Linked DNA regions of Mus musculus: regions 2 and 3 are each linked to region 1. Evidence: chromatin contacts called from public ChIA-PET data. All regions are on one chromosome and are shown on one strand. The core of a region is the stretch at or near the end of the contact, and the rest is flanking DNA. Distances in the headings are between cores, read along the strand shown.

The links. ChIA-PET counts read pairs in DNA pulled down with a chosen protein or histone mark.
Region 2: an RNA polymerase II ChIA-PET map of memory CD8 T cells shows a contact between it and region 1, with 9 read pairs. The contact joins two enhancer-like sites. A contact is called at or near these places in 1 of 484 Hi-C or Micro-C datasets (CD4 T cells), 5 of 115 datasets of contacts at active chromatin or transcription factors (double positive thymocytes, effector CD8 T cells, embryonic stem cells and 2 more) and 2 of 9 other capture datasets (adipose tissue and liver).
Region 3: a contact with region 1 is called in an RNA polymerase II ChIA-PET map of memory CD8 T cells, with 56 read pairs. The contact joins the promoter of Zap70 here to the enhancer-like site in region 1. A contact is called at or near these places in 4 of 115 datasets of contacts at active chromatin or transcription factors (effector CD8 T cells, embryonic stem cells, memory CD8 T cells and 1 more) and 3 of 9 other capture datasets (adipose tissue, macrophages and pancreatic islet).

The regions. Positions count from the first base shown.
Region 1 is chr1:36,999,249-37,002,053 of GRCm38.p6, reverse strand. No RefSeq gene overlaps it. Among named protein-coding and RNA genes, the nearest start is that of Vwa3b, 29 kb to the left of the region's middle. Within about 2 kb of position 1,518, at least 93 of the 459 cell types and tissues checked have an H3K27ac peak or open chromatin away from gene starts, as enhancers often do. A contact at or near this core is called in adipose tissue, embryonic stem cells, macrophages and 2 more, where this site is marked.
Region 2 is chr1:36,806,515-36,809,284 of GRCm38.p6, reverse strand. It overlaps Tmem131 (transmembrane protein 131), which reads left to right. Exons shown (of 41, transcript NM_018872.2): 30 at 300-458; 31 at 809-1,401. Among named protein-coding and RNA genes, the nearest start is that of Zap70, 46 kb to the right of the region's middle. Within about 2 kb of position 1,339, at least 31 of the 459 cell types and tissues checked have an H3K27ac peak or open chromatin away from gene starts, as enhancers often do. A contact at or near this core is called in memory CD8 T cells, where this site is marked.
Region 3 is chr1:36,760,510-36,763,497 of GRCm38.p6, reverse strand. Zap70 (zeta-chain (TCR) associated protein kinase) reads right to left here and starts at 1,700. Exons shown (of 13, transcript NM_009539.3): 1 at 1,556-1,700.

The sequences.
Region 1 (2,805 bases), core at 269-2,768:
TCGTGCCTCCGTGTTTTCTGATGAGTGCTCTCTTGTTATTAAAGTTCTTTTCACCCACAGAGAAAATCTTTCTGATTTTTTTTCCCCAGATTGTTTTCCTTCTCTTTGTTACCCTTCAGACCCTGGACAAGGGGCTGAGGTATTTTACGTATCAAAGCAGACCTGGCCTCCAGGCTCTCCCAGCATCCCTCAGTCCCTTCCTGGCATATCCTGCTCCCAACCCTGAACTTTCCAGATCAGGGGCTGAGCTGCCTTCCCCCACCCCCCCAGGCACTCTTCCCTACATAATCCAGAGGTGTTGTTCTTCTTCTCTCTCTCTCTCCCTTCCCTCTCTCTGTCTTTCTCTCTTCCCTCTCCCCCCCCCTCTCTCCCTCTCCATTTGTAACTTCCCTGACCTCCGTCCTTGTGACCATTGAACTTGCCCGAAAGCAGCTTCCCAATAAACCTGCTTTATTTATTATTTATAGTAAACCTGTTTACTATACTCTAATCTGGTTTTAACTGGCTCATTACTAAATGGAGAGATAACTTATCACTCTTTAGTCTTCAGACATTTCCTCATGCCTGTGGGATGCTGCCTGCCTCCTCCTCCCCCTCTTCATCTTCCTCCTCCTTCCTCTTCCTCACTTTCCTCCTCCTTCATCTTCTTCCTCCTCCCCCTTCTTCTGCTCCTTCCTCTTCTTTATCTTCCTCCTTCTCCTCCTCCTTCTTCCTCCTCTGCCCCTCTTCCTTTCTCTCTCTCTTCCTGCTGTTTCTTATTAGTGGTTTTGGTTTGTTTTTTTGTTTTGTTTTTTTAAGCCTTAATTCCCTTTGTTGTATTCTTGGTATCTTTCTTTTGTGTCTTTAGGTGACTTGTCAAGTCTGAGGAGTATTTCAGTCCCTACATCTTCTAGCATCTTTTTTTTTTTTTTTTTTAATTCTACGCTCTTTCTCTATTTTCTCGAGACAAGTATTAGGTCTTTTGTCACAGGAAAATAAATGCTACGATCTAGTCAACACTAAATTTTTTTTCTTTTGAAATTATAATTTAACTACAGCATTCATCCCTTTTCTTTCCTCCCTCCAAACCTTCCTCACTCTCCTTCAAACCCATGCTCCCTCTGTGTGTGTGTGTGTGTGTGTGTGTTATTGCATGCATATATGTGTACAGAAATCCGTACACTTACTTGTTGAAGTTGGGTCGTTTCTGTTGTTCTAGCTTTGTAGTCTCTCATTCTCTCTCCGGCTTCTTCCTTTTACTGAGCTTGCCTGTTGTAGTTTCCAGTTGTTACACTGTCCAGTTCTAAAATGTCCACTTCTTTCTTTACATCTTTCTTATGCTCTAATCATGTGTATATGTGGGAGGAGAGGTATGCATGTGAGTGCAGGGACCCACAAGGCCAGGGCCATAAGATCCCCTGGAGCTGGAGTGACAGGTGTTGTGAGCCTCAAACATGGCTGCTAGGACCTCTCTGCAAGAGCAACAAGCACCCTTCTCTCCAGCCCCTCCACATAGTTCTTTGTGGTTCCCGTTTCTTTACTAGAATGTCGGTTGGTTTCATTTTCAAGCACATTCATAACATTTGTTGGTTCCGGTTTCTTTGTCATTGTAGATGCTTTAAATCTTCATCAGATGACCTCCGTGGCTGTCACCTTAGGGCTGGAATTTATTCGTCATTTTGAAATTTCCTTTGTGAGCTTTCAGGTTCCTGTTACAATGGGTGATTTTTCTATTGTATCTCATACATCTTGAGCACTGCTCTATGAGATTTTGAGTCTCATTTAAAATTTATTTTACTTGCTTCTTTTGATATTATTCTATCAGAAAAAAAAAAAAAAGAGTGGCTATGCCATTACTGCCAGGTGAAAGGAGAGGCCAGGGTTCTCCACACAACTCCTTCAACACTAAGGGATAAGTGGCCTTCTCACTACTAGGCTCAGGTCAGCATTCTGGGTACCTGTAGGCTGTGCCTCATTAACAATGAAGGACAGGAGTGTATTGTCACAGGATGTCCACAGGTGCCGGTAAAAGTGAGCTTGTTACTAAACTTAATAGCAAGGAAACTCAGTCTTAATTTGCTTCTACTGAGGGTCTAGACCCTCAGCAGCAAGCTTCAGTTTGGGAAAGATCACCAAAAAAACACAATTTCTAACATGCTCTAAAGATCCAACTGGGGACTTCTGGGAAGAGGGAACAGGTGTACTGTTGCTGTTGTTTGCAATATTGGGAATTGAGCCCAGGCTCCATGTACACCAAGAGCTTCCCAACTGAGCTTTCCCTGGAACCACTGCCGTTTCCAGATCTCATTCATTTCCAGCTTCTGCTTTTCCATAGGATATATGAACAGTACCATGTGTGTGTGTTCGTCTGTGTGTGCGTGTGATATAAATATATGTAAGATGTATATACATATATTCCATATGTGTACATATGTATACATATGTGTGTGCATGCATATACATGTATATGTATATGTGTGTATGGTATAAATATATGTAAATATGTATGTGCATACATTCCATATGTGTATGTGTGTATATATGTGTGTGAGTGTATATATACATGTGTATATATATGTATTATCTATGTGTGTATATGATATATTTATAAACATGTGTATACATACATTCCATATGTGTATGCATGTATATATATGTGTGTATATGTGTGCATGAGTGTATATATGTATGTGTGTGAGTATATACACACATGTATATGTATATGTGTGTATGGTTTAAATATATATAGATATGTATATGCATACATTCCATGTGTGTATTATGTATATGTATATGTGTGTATGAGTGCATGTATACATAAGTGTG
Region 2 (2,770 bases), core at 90-2,589, 190 kb after region 1:
GCTCCCGCTTGGCAGTTACAACCACCTTAACTCCAGCTCCAGGAGAGCCCATCCCCTTTTATGGCCCCCGTGGGTATTGCATGCATGTAGCGCACCGGCATCCGTGCAGCCTAAATACTGTACGCAGAGATCGGTCCTATAAACTCTGAACTACGATGCTTCATTTTTGTCTTTCCTTAAAAGTGTGTTACAGACAACTTGGAGTTTTTACATCATTCTGTAGTTATCAAGGAGCCTGTGGTAACCAAATATTATTCTTGTTTTGGCAAAGAATGCTGACCCGCCCCTCTGCTCCACAGTGCACTCTTTCTCCTGGTCATTGGAACAGCCTACTTGGAAGCTCAAGGGATTTGGGAGCCCTTCCGAAGGCGACTCTCCTTTGAAGCCTCAAACCCGCCCTTTGATGTAGGAAGGCCATTTGATCTCAGGAGAATCGTTGGTATTTCATCTGAAGGAAAGTATGTTCATATACTAAAAGTCCACTTTTTAATACACATAGACTTAGCTGATATAATTACAAGAAGTGAAATTTATCTTTACTCGGAATTTTTTAAAAAACGATTCTGGTGCTCAGATACTGAGAACTCATGAGAGTTCTTAACAGGGACAAAATATGCTTAGTTATTAGTTATTAGTCCTAACCTTATTTATAACTGTCAGAGGTGACAAACTGTAGAAGGTTGTGGCTCTGATCCCTTCCACTTCTGTCCCTAGTTTCTCTTTATGATGGGTTTACTAATGAAATTTTTTTCTTAGTATTAGGTTGGAAGTTACTGCTTACTGATTTTTCAATTGATCCATTTTTCAGCTTGAACACACTTGGCTGCGAACACAGTCATGGTAGGGGTTTCTATAGTAACGCATCATCCCGGCCTGGTACAGGCAGTCACAGGCAGTGTGGCACATCAGTCCACCCACACAGCAGCCATGGCAGCAAAAACTCAGCTGATGTGGACAACGTCAGAACCAGAAACAGTTCAAGTATGTCAAGCAGGACTTCTCCACAAGCAGCTGCCTCACAGTCTACAAGCAAAACCAGCCCCCTAGTCTCAGAGACAGCTGCAGCAACCCAGGGTCACACAGCAAGCAGGAAGTCCAGAGGGGCAAAGCAGGGCCAGCACAGCAGCCAGCACCACAGCCACAGCCACAGCCCACTGGAGCAGCACTCACAGCCTCCACCACCAGTGCCTCAGCACCAGGAGCCACCACCCGAAAGGCTGTCTCCTGCCCCCCTCACACACCCTTCCCACCCCGAGCGAGCCAGCACCACACGGCACAGCTCAGAGGACTCCGACATCACCAGTCTCATAGAAGCCATGGACAAAGACTTTGACCACCACGACTCCTCCCCCCTAGACGTGTTTACAGAGCAGCCTCCGTCACCGATGTCAAAAAGCAAAGGTAACCCTGTCCAACCCCCTTCCAAAGAACAAGGCGTGTGAGGGAGAAGGAGCAGTCAGGATCATAGGCAGTGGATACAGCACCTTGTTAGGTAGCTCAGACCCATCTCCTGCGGGAAGCAATGGCCTCTCTGTATCACAGTGCAAACGGAAGCAACTGCTTGTCATGAAACTTGTTCTTCCCTTGTTTCTCCAGACAGAATCTGATGGACGGCTGCCGGTGATAACTGTTACAGTCATTTTTAAAAATTATTTTGAGGCCAGGTATTGCTGGCACATACCTTTAATCCTAGCACTCGGGAGACAGAGGCAGGAGGATCTCTGAGTTCAAGACCTGCCTGTTCTACAGAGCGAGTTCCAAGACAGCCTGGGATACACAGAAAAACCTTGTCTCAAAAAACAAACAAACAAAAATATTTTGAAAACAGGGCTAAAACCAAAACCATCTACCTCTTAACTCAAAATAGAATTTCTAGCTGTGCACACATCTGTAGTTGTACTGGTGAGGTAGAGACAGGAAGTTTGTCACAGGCTTGAGGTCAGTGAGGCTACACACTGACACCTCTCTCTAAATAGGAAAAGGGGCAAAAGAAGCAAGTGAAAAAATAGTTGGTGAAACCTCCAAAGAGGCTGGCCAACAGGACAGGGACAACAGGAAGTGGTGGCCGTGCACACATCACAGTCTTGTAGGCAGAGGAGTGAGGGATGTACCAGATCTGCAGAATTGGTAGGTTAGGGAAGGAACTTTGCCAGAAGGAACCACACAAACAGGAGAAGTGTGAACAATTCAAGGGATGGAAAATCCAAGGCCAGAGTGACAGCGAGGTCTAACAGGGAGCATGAGCGAAGGCTTCAGAGTAGTGGGAGTGGGAACAGGCGCTTGTGTGCAGCCTCATGGGTAAGGTACAGAGGAATACACCTTATTGGCAGTGGCAGGGCCTCAAGACTAGAGCAATCCAGAACCGCAAGATTGGGGACTCAGAACTTGGAAAGAAATGTGGCGCATAGACCATGTGGTTCCTAAGACTGCAAGCAGCCTTTCCATCAGTTCATCTAAGGGGGTGCGACCACAAGCCATCAATCATGGTATAGTTCATTTCAAACAAGCTAGGGGACAACAGCGTTGAGGGGCTTTTGGGTTTCGGAGTTGCAGATTAGGCACAGGAGACCAAGGGAGGAAAGTCCCTGTGGGTGTGGTGTGTGCCCCTTGTAGAGACCAGGAGAATGCGTGGGTCGCAGCAAGACCAGGCCAGGTGTCTTGGTTGCTTTTCTATTGCTGTGACAAAACACCATGACCAAAGCAATGCTTATAAAGTGAAGCATTTGCTCTGAGGGCTCACGGTCCCATGGCCATCAAGGCAGGGAACATG
Region 3 (2,988 bases), core at 451-2,950, 240 kb after region 1:
TGTCCCCGCAGACCCCAACACTGCAGCCGAACTACTTGGACTGCCAAGGCCTTGAGGCTGGTGGGGGCCAGAGATGGTCTTAAATCTAGCTCGCTGAGCATATGTCAATTGATGGGGCAATGTCCCTCCAACCCCGCAGAATGGTCAGAACCCCAGCCCAGCCTCCACTGACTGGATTCTAGAAATGACGTGACCCCCCTAAGCAAGGCAGCTTCTGCTCTCTAGATATCCAGCTATAGGACAGTAAAAGATAGGTAGAAAACATTGGGGCGACCCAGGACAGTGCCCATAGAGTAGAGGAATGGTGAGGGAAGGGCCGTGGGAAGGGGTGTTTGACAGCATTCTTGACATCTACCCATTGCATGCCGGGATTGCCCAAGTTAATACCAAAAACATCTCCAGACACTAGTGCCCACTGGGGACAGGCGGCGTCAGCTGGCTTTAGGTCAGCATGACCCCGTTCCTGTGGTCCTTGGGCCTGAGCAGGGGTGGTCAGTATAGGGTGGTTCAGATGCTGCAGGCCTCGTGGAAGTTTCCAGAATCTGTGATCAGGGCCTGAGACCCTCCAGAGCTAATGATAACAATTAGCATCCTAACAACCTATTAACTATATGGCACCTATGTCCCTGAACACTGAATGAGGTGTCAGATACAGAAACTGTGAAAGCACAGAGAGGTGGGGTGACTTGCCCAAGGTCACACAGCAATAAAGAGCAGGCAGATCTAAATGGACCCAGGCCCCTGGCCCTAAAAAGTGTAAACTTTAACACCCTCCAGGCTGCTGGCCCACCAGAGCATCTGCGGGGGTTGCAAAGGCAAAACTGAAGGTCAGGTGAACTTTGGGTTTGTCAGAGGAACCTTAGCAGGTGACACCTTCGATTTTCCAACTTAGGACTTGGTGACCCCAATCTTTCAGCAAGGCTTCAGTAAACACCTACTGTGTGTTTGATGTCCTAGCTAAGACAAGAGCAATGAATGTCACTGTGACCGTTCACAGGAACCCTGCTATTTTCTGCCAGGCCTCACTGTCTGAGATACCTCTTCCAGCCTCTTGGCCAACAAACAAGGCAAGCATTTAACAGGCAGCCAACTCTGTATCTGTTTTTTAAATGCAGATTCAGAGAGGCCAAGACAACTGTCAAGAGCACACAGCTACGGAGCAGAGATCTAGTGATAGTTCCTTTCCCCTGCTTTAACATGACCTGACTCCGAGTGGAGCCTGACTCGAGCCCCTCTCCAGAGCTACTGACATTCTGTTGTCCAAGCTCACAGGCCTATTGTACCAGCCTGCCTGTGCTGCTTTCTAAAGCCAAGGAGCCGACCCAACAGGAGTCTAGGAACCCAGAAAAAGACACCGGCACCCCTCGGGTGACCTGTTTCCCCAAGGGCGCCCCTTAGCTCCACCGATTGCAAAGTCTCAGGTCCCTACCACTTGGGCCTACCCAAGCCCAGCCTCAGGCCCCTGCGGACCCCACCCTCCTCACACAGAGATCAGAGTAAGGGAGTGACACCCAGTCACACTCCCTCCACCAAAGGCTAAAGGGTGGCCACTCACCTGGACACCCTCGAGGCTATCACAGCTCACAGGGTACGGCAGGGCCCAGCCGGAAGGCCTGGTGTCCCCAGAGCACTTTTTCTCACCAGCACCTTTCTTTGCAGCTCAGCCTATTTCCTTGATGCGAAGACAGGAAAGAGAGCCGTGTTTGAAGTTGACGTCAAAGCAACAAAATGCTGTGTGGAAGGAAAATCACAGGCCACATGCTCCTGGCGGGGCAGAGCACATTTCCGGGGTCACGCAGTACCAGCCGCAGGGTGTCGGGAACACAAGAGGAAGGTGGGGATTGTAGCAGCCAGGGATTGGGGCAAAGGCTGCTTCCCACAGTGAGCCCCCACCTGAGGGGGGCACCTGGAGTGTTGGGGGAAGGGCAAGTTCTGGAAAGGAGGGGTCCCCAATGTGTTCCTGTCCTAGATAAGGTTGCTATTACTGTGATTAACACAGTGACCAAAGCAAGTTCGGGAGGAATGGGTCTACCTGGCTTATACTTCCACAGCTAATTATCGAAGTATGTTGGAGCAGGAACTCAAACAGAGCAGGAAGCTGGAGGCAGGAACTGATGCGAAGGCCATGGAGGGCTGCTGCTTACTGGCTTGCTCAGCCTGATTTCTTCTAGAACCCACGACCACCAGCCTGGGAATGGCTCCACCCACCATCAGACGCCCACAACGCAACCTTATAGAAGCGTTTTCTCAATTGAGGTTTCCTCTCAGATAACTATAATACGTGTCAAGTTGATATAAATCTAGACAGTACAGTGCCCAATTTCTTGGAAGCATCCAGGGGCAGGCCTCTGCCGGAACCCTAGAGGCAGGCTCTAAAGCTCTAAAGCTGGGGTGAGGGAGGGGTGAGCCCACTGGGACTCCAGAGCTAGGCTGGTGTTCACCTAGAAAAAGCCACGATGGCAGGGTTATTCTACAGGAGCTCTGGGAAGAACTGGCTCTGGAGCTGGGACAAGTAGGCGGGGTCCCCCGACACTCATACACTCTAGTCCAGCCCCACAAGGGTCTACCACCTTGACCACTTCACATATCTAGATCATACTAGAAATGTGCATTGCCCCAAGGTCTCTGGGAGCCACACCAGTTACTTGAAAGCATCAGGGGCCGGGGATGGGGGTTGGGGGTGGGGGAAATGGGCGGCATTCTCCTCCTCCGAGGTGGGAATCTCCAGTGCTCAGAGAAGGGACATCTTGGTCTCAGCAAGCCACAAGCCCCTTCCTGTCCCACTTCGTGTCCAGAAGCTTGCGACTGGAAACAGTGTCATAGCTGCAGCCCGCAGTATGTCTGCTTCACTGAGGAGAGGATGCAGATCGCCACAGATAGGAGCATTGTCCCATGAGGTGGCAAGAGGGAGGCACGTCCTTTGAACTTCAGAGGGAAGGGCTACCGGATGCTAGGGAACTCAGCGCGTCTGGTGGGAGGGGGGGTGTC